Regions from separate parts of the Anser cygnoides genome. Here region 2 is linked to region 1. The links are chromatin contacts, called in public Hi-C maps. All regions are on one chromosome and are shown on one strand. Each heading gives the region's core, a stretch centred on a gene start, on an enhancer-like site or on the middle of the called end of the contact. The rest is flanking DNA. Distances are from core to core; before and after follow the strand shown.

What was found. A called contact is a pair of places that touch in the nucleus more often than the background predicts.
Region 2: a contact with region 1 is called in a Hi-C map of liver, with 2.0 times the contacts expected there. The contact joins the promoter of ANTXR2 here to the promoter of PAQR3 in region 1. A contact is called at or near these places in 2 of 7 Hi-C or Micro-C datasets (granulosa cells and liver).

The regions. Positions count from the first base shown.
Region 1 is chr4:30,967,381-30,970,304 of Taihu_goose_T2T_genome, reverse strand. It overlaps PAQR3 (progestin and adipoQ receptor family member 3), which reads left to right and starts at 1,340. Exons shown (of 7, transcript XM_066996590.1): 1 at 1,340-1,666; 2 at 1,752-1,914; 3 at 2,752-2,907. The coding sequence starts at 1,482. It overlaps LOC106041884 (a long non-coding RNA gene), which reads right to left and starts at 1,281. Exons shown (of 10, transcript XR_010831395.1): 1 at 1,079-1,281; 2 at 906-984.
Region 2 is chr4:31,371,689-31,374,424 of Taihu_goose_T2T_genome, reverse strand. It overlaps ANTXR2 (ANTXR cell adhesion molecule 2), which reads left to right and starts at 1,302. Exons shown (of 17, transcript XM_048074492.2): 1 at 1,302-1,696; 2 at 2,279-2,350. The coding sequence starts at 1,542. It overlaps LOC136790794 (a long non-coding RNA gene), which reads right to left and starts at 1,314. Exons shown (of 3, transcript XR_010831386.1): 1 at 1,175-1,314; 2 at 1-786.

The sequences.
Region 1 (2,924 bases), core at 91-2,590:
TAGGGATCCTTCCGAATGTGCTTTGTCTGCGCATTCTTAAAGAATTTAATATTATTACTTTAATATCCAGCTAGGGTAAAACGTGAAGGAGAGAAGCCATATGGAAAAGAAGACAGAAACAAAGAGGAAAGAGCTATTTAAAGGTGTGCTTCTGAGATGTCCCAGAAAGGTGAACACAAGAAAATTAAAGCTAAGGCTGCTGAGTTACTGATATGAACATGCTTCCTCGGGGTACCTCTGCAAAGTCCTGCAGTACATACAGGAGAAAAACGTACCCAGCATTCAGACCAGCTAAAGAGGAGGGAAAAGGCACGAGGAACTGTCAGCAGCTCTGCAGAGGTAGGAGGAACAGAATTTCAGAGCATTCATGTGCAGAAATCAAATTGAATAATAGCTTGAAATATTCAAGAGCTGTTGTTGACCAGAATGAACTTAACTGGTATAAACAAGTGGTGTAACATGGAAGTTTCTGGGTTACGCATCACAGCTGGTTATCAGGCTATTTCTGGGACTCAAACACCTGGTCTTTACGGTCATTCTCAGATTTCAAATGCCCCTCATCCTGGGTCTTTTACTTCACCATACAAATCTCTCTGCCATGGGAAAATGCTCTGTTCTTGTCACAGCACCTCAGTGAAATATGTCCACATTTGGTTTAAACAAGAGAAAAGACCTTTGAAAAATATAGCATGGTGCATTACCAGAAGGGAGGAACAGCTCAGTGAACAAGGAGCACCACTCAGGACAATTGTTTTTAACTTCAGAGACAGATACGAGGATAGGGGTCCAGTTAACACCTACTAATGCTATTTTTGGATAAAATAAAAAAATAAAACTACTGACTCTGTGTGCTTATTGGCATGGTGCAACGGGCACAAACCTACAGACAGCACTCTCTCTCTTACCCTCAGTAGCTGTTTTTTTAAATAAAAATTGGTAAAGCAAATCCTCTGGAAGAGTCTTCTTCAGTCCTAATATTTTATACTGAGAGTAAACAGGAGAAAAAGAAGACGTTAATGGTATATAATCGTTGTATGAAGTAACCAGAGGTTCCTCTTGCAGGGGGCGAGGCTCTCACCAGCCACCCCTTCTCAGCACTCCGAGCTCTACGCTGCCTGCTTTGAGCCCACATTTCCTGCTTATTTGCTAACTTTGGACCCCTCTTTAAAAAACGTTTGATTTTAAAGCGTTTTTGCCTAAGCTTCTCAGCGATAAGCGCCCTTTCTTTTACGACCCCCCTCACGACAGCAGCGCCATACCGCCCCCCAGAACCCCCCTGACGGGGCCCAACGGCCACCCCCGGCGGCCGCCCCGCGCTACGTCATCGCCTCGCGCCGCTGAGGCGGGCGGGTTACGGCCGCCGCCAGCCGGGCCCCGGCTGAGGGGAGCGGGGCTGAGGCGCCGGGCGGGCGGCGGTCGCGATCGTCGCGACAGGCCTGCGGGGCGCGGGCCGATGCGGCGGCGGCGGCGGGGCGGGCGAGATGCAGCAGAAGCTGCTGCGGAGCTCGCACTACATCGAGCTGGGCGGCTACCAGTACTGGCCCATAATGGTGCCCCGCGACATTCGCCTGTACACGTACGAGCAGATCCCCGTGTTCCTGAAGGACAACCCCTACATCACCGACGGCTACCGCGCCTACCTGCCCGCCCGCCTCTGCCTCAAGAGGTGAGCGGGGGAGGCCGCCGTGGCGGTGGGTCGGGCCCCCGGGCTGCCATCCCGGCCCGAGCCCTGCTCTTCTTCTTCCCCGCAGCCTCTTCATCCTCTCCAACGAGACCGTCAACATCTGGAGCCACCTGCTCGGCTTCCTACTATTCTTCGCTCTGGGTGTCTACGACCTGGTGGCCGTCCTGCCGGCGGCAGGTGCCTCCCGAGAGGACTTCGTCATCTGCTTCGTCTGCCTCTTCTGCTTCCAGGTAGCGCGGCCCGGGAGCCAAATTAATGGTGCCCGCGTCCACAGCGGGAGCGCTGCGGGGCCTCTGATGGTCCTTCTGCGTAGGGCTGGAGCCGGCCCGGAGCAGGACAGGCCGAGCTCAGGCCTGCCGTGCTTTAAATTCCATTCTTTGTGAAGGTAACCAGCAAGCTCCGTGGTGGAGTTGATTTTGACTTCTTGAATGTAAGAATCAAGTCAGGAGGGCTGAGCATGGGTCAGCCTATAACAAAATCTGCAAAGAACAGCCAAGGCTGTACTGCACAGCTTCTGTTGGGTGTGGGGTCCACATTCACTAGCATGCCTGCAGCTGGCTTCAGTTTCTGCTGAAAACAGCAGCCATATTTTGATGCCAGTCTGGAATCACAGCAGGGTTTTTATTCTAATCTTTTACCCAAGATGAGCAAGAGCTTGTGTGCTTCAGATTAAATCTGTACTCAGCACCAGTGATAGCACTTCGCATCATGATTTGACTGCCGAAGCTCTATTAGAAGACACTACCCGTAAAAAAAGTGTGTACGACCCTGCTTCCGTGTGTACTAGAACCTTTTTGGCCTCGTGCTCTAGGCCACTGTACCCTTATTTTGTTTGCTGTGCAGCCCATGGTTATCAAGTCTTGCAAAGTTTTTTATTTCTTCAGGCCGCTAGAGAAGGTTGGGTTATTTTCCATTGACTACTGGCAGATATCATGATTGCCTGCACAAAGTAGTACTGCAAAACAAGTAACAAGTGATTTTCTGCTCTAAGCTTCAGAGTTGAAGCTTGCTGTAATCCCTGTAAGTTACCAAGAAATTAATGTGTCCGTGTTTCAACATGTGTATAGGTCTGTATGCTTTGTTCAGTGGGATATCATCTCTTCTGTTGCCATCGTTCGGAGAAGACCAGCCGGCGATGGATGGCCTTAGATTATGCGGGAATTTCCATTGCTATCCTGGGCTGCTACGTATCAGGCGTGTTTTATGCCTTTTACTGTAATAACGTAAGTCTCACTCACAT
Region 2 (2,736 bases), core at 53-2,552, 400 kb before region 1:
CTTGTAAGGCATTGGGTACCTCTGACCCATGTTTTATCTTGCCACAGTTGGACAACCTTACTGATTTATTGCTCCCATGATTGATATCATGGCAGGAGACACATTTTTGGTAAATCTGAGAGCTCTAGGACATATTACTTGGCTAGAAAAATGTAGCTTAATGCATGGTGAGGAAGAATGCCCAGCCTAGCCCTAAACCTGAAGTCTCCTGAGTTCTCTGGCGCTGGAGAGCCCCGCACCTTCAGCTTCCCTGCATCATAGCTGTGAATGCAGCCCACTGGAAATTAAAGCCGCTCGTATCAGATGCTGTTAAAACAAAATGGTGAACAAAAGAATAACCAACTTTATTTGAAATCCTGTCAATCACTCATCACATAGTGCTTGTGGCAAAAACTCCGTACAGGAAACAAAGAACTAGAGGCTAGACATTTATTTTTAACTTGGGAGATAATTTGGTCTATGCAGCTCGTGGCTAGAATTTTTCATCAGAGAAAATTCACGCATCTTTTTATCCTTCAGATAATATTTTAAGATTATAAAGCATATTTGAACTTCCTGCGAAAACCTGAGGCCCCAGATGGCAAACTCTGAAGAGATAATATTCTTGCAGCATAAAGTGACGCTTTCTACAGTGCCTCATGTTCACTGCGAAGGATCCAGCTTATGCTTCAAACCAAATGCTTGCTCTATATTTAGCATGGCAAAGTCTATTGTGAAGCGGTGCAGTTTGGTGGTTACCACGTGCGCAGTCCCAGAGCAACAGTTTGGGTCTATCGGAGCTGGTTTCTGAAACGAGAAAATGGTTAACGCGCACGGATGTAACACGACTTGGAACAGCCTTTGGTTGATTCGGGGGAAAAAAAGAACTTGAGTGGTCTTTGAACTGGCAAAGAACGCTAGGATGAGTGCCTACAAAGGGAAGTAGTGATCTAAAAATAATAACAATAGTTTAAAAAGACGCAACGTGAGGAGGCTGGTGGTTCAGTCTGCTCAGAGGGCGGCAGGCTCGCACAGGCTGCGGTCCCAGCGTTCAGGGGGCTGTCGGCGGGCAGCACGCCAGGCTCGGGGCGCCCCGGCTGTGCCTCGCTTCTGAGTTTGCACCGCCCGCGGGGACTCCAAGCCCCGTGGCGTGTCGCAATCGCCTCGCTCGGCTCTCGGCGGCTCTCAAACTTGCCTCAGAAAGCCGGCGGGACGAAAACCCAGGCAGGGCAGCGGCTGAGGGGAGGGCACGGCACGGCCGAGCCGGGCTGGCACCCCGTCAGGCGGGGAGGCGCCTGTGGCGGAGCCGGGTCGCCCTGGTCGGGGCTGCGGGTGGCCAACGGGGCCGGGGGGGGGCGGTGAGGGAGGCGGGCCGAGCCCGCCCGGCCCCGGCCCCCGCCTCAGGCGCCGCCGCTGACGAGCGGGGAAGGGCCGGGCCGGGCCGGGCCGGGCGAGCGGCGGCGGCGGGCGAGGGGCGGCCACTCGAGCAGCGCCCGCGCCCGCTGAGCGGCAGCACGGCCGCGCCGGGCCCCCGCGTCCCCTCGCCGCCGCCCCGAGGCCCCATGGCGGGGCCCGCTCTGCCAACGCCGCCTCCGCCGCTCTCGTTGCCGCCGCTGCTGCTGCTGCTGCTGCTCCCGCTGCCGCCCGCCGCTGCCGCCCCGGTCCCGGAGCAGCCGTCGTGCCACGGCGCCTTCGACATGTACTTCGTGCTGGACAAGTAAGGGCTGCGCGGGGGCTGAGGGGGCGGCGAACGGCCGCCACGCGGGGCTAACGGTCGCCTCACCGGGCTAACCGCCCCCACACGGGGCTCGCCGCCCCGGCCGGACTAACGGTCCCCACACGGGGCTAACGGTCCCCACACGGGGCTCGCCTCATCGTGCTAACGGTCCCCGCACCGCGCTCAACGGCCGCCGCACCGGGCTAACGGTCGCCGCAGCGGCGAGTGGGCAGCGTTGTGTTTTTTATTTTTATTTTTTTTAATTTTTGTTTTTGTGAGGTAAAAAGGCGTTTTCTGAGTAAAATAGTGCCGGCGGTGGCCGTTTTTTGGGCAGCTGCCGCCCCTCCCCCGCGGCAGCTGCCGGCGGTGTTTGTGGCGGGGAAGTTTGCGGCGGCCGGGCTCGGCTGCTGCTCGCTGCCCCGCCGGGAAACGGCCCCAGAACCGCCCCCGGGAACCTCCGGGGGGTCCTGAGGGGAGCAAACAGTCCTGGGGGGGCTGGATCTCGCTGGAAATGCCCCCTTCCTCCCCCCCCCTTTCCGTAACTCAGGCCTACGACTCACACGCTTCTGGTTTTCTTTCCAGGTCTGGGAGCGTAGCACAGAACTGGCACGAGATATTTGATTTCGTGCATCAACTGACGGAAAGATTTGTGAGGTGCGTTTTGTTCCTTGCAGTGTCTCTAATTCTGGGATAGCTTGAGAAAGCCCACGTTTTTGTAAGCTCGGTAAATCCCTCTCACAAACATGTTAAGAGTTTGGCTTCTAATGCCCTGATTGCGAGAAAATATTGGAAACTTTCCCTTAATTTTCTCATGTTTGGAACTCAGTAAAAAGGCGATAGTAAGCATCTTTAAACACTTAAGACTCTCAAAGTACTTTTAGGGGTGAATTCCTCTTTTTCCGCCCTTATTTTTCCCTGAACCACAGGGAAATACTTCTCATACATATTTTTCCCAGAACCACAGGGAGATACTTCTCATACAGCATTTCATGTATACTGCTTTTAGAGATCTAGATAAAGATGGCAATCTGATTACACCT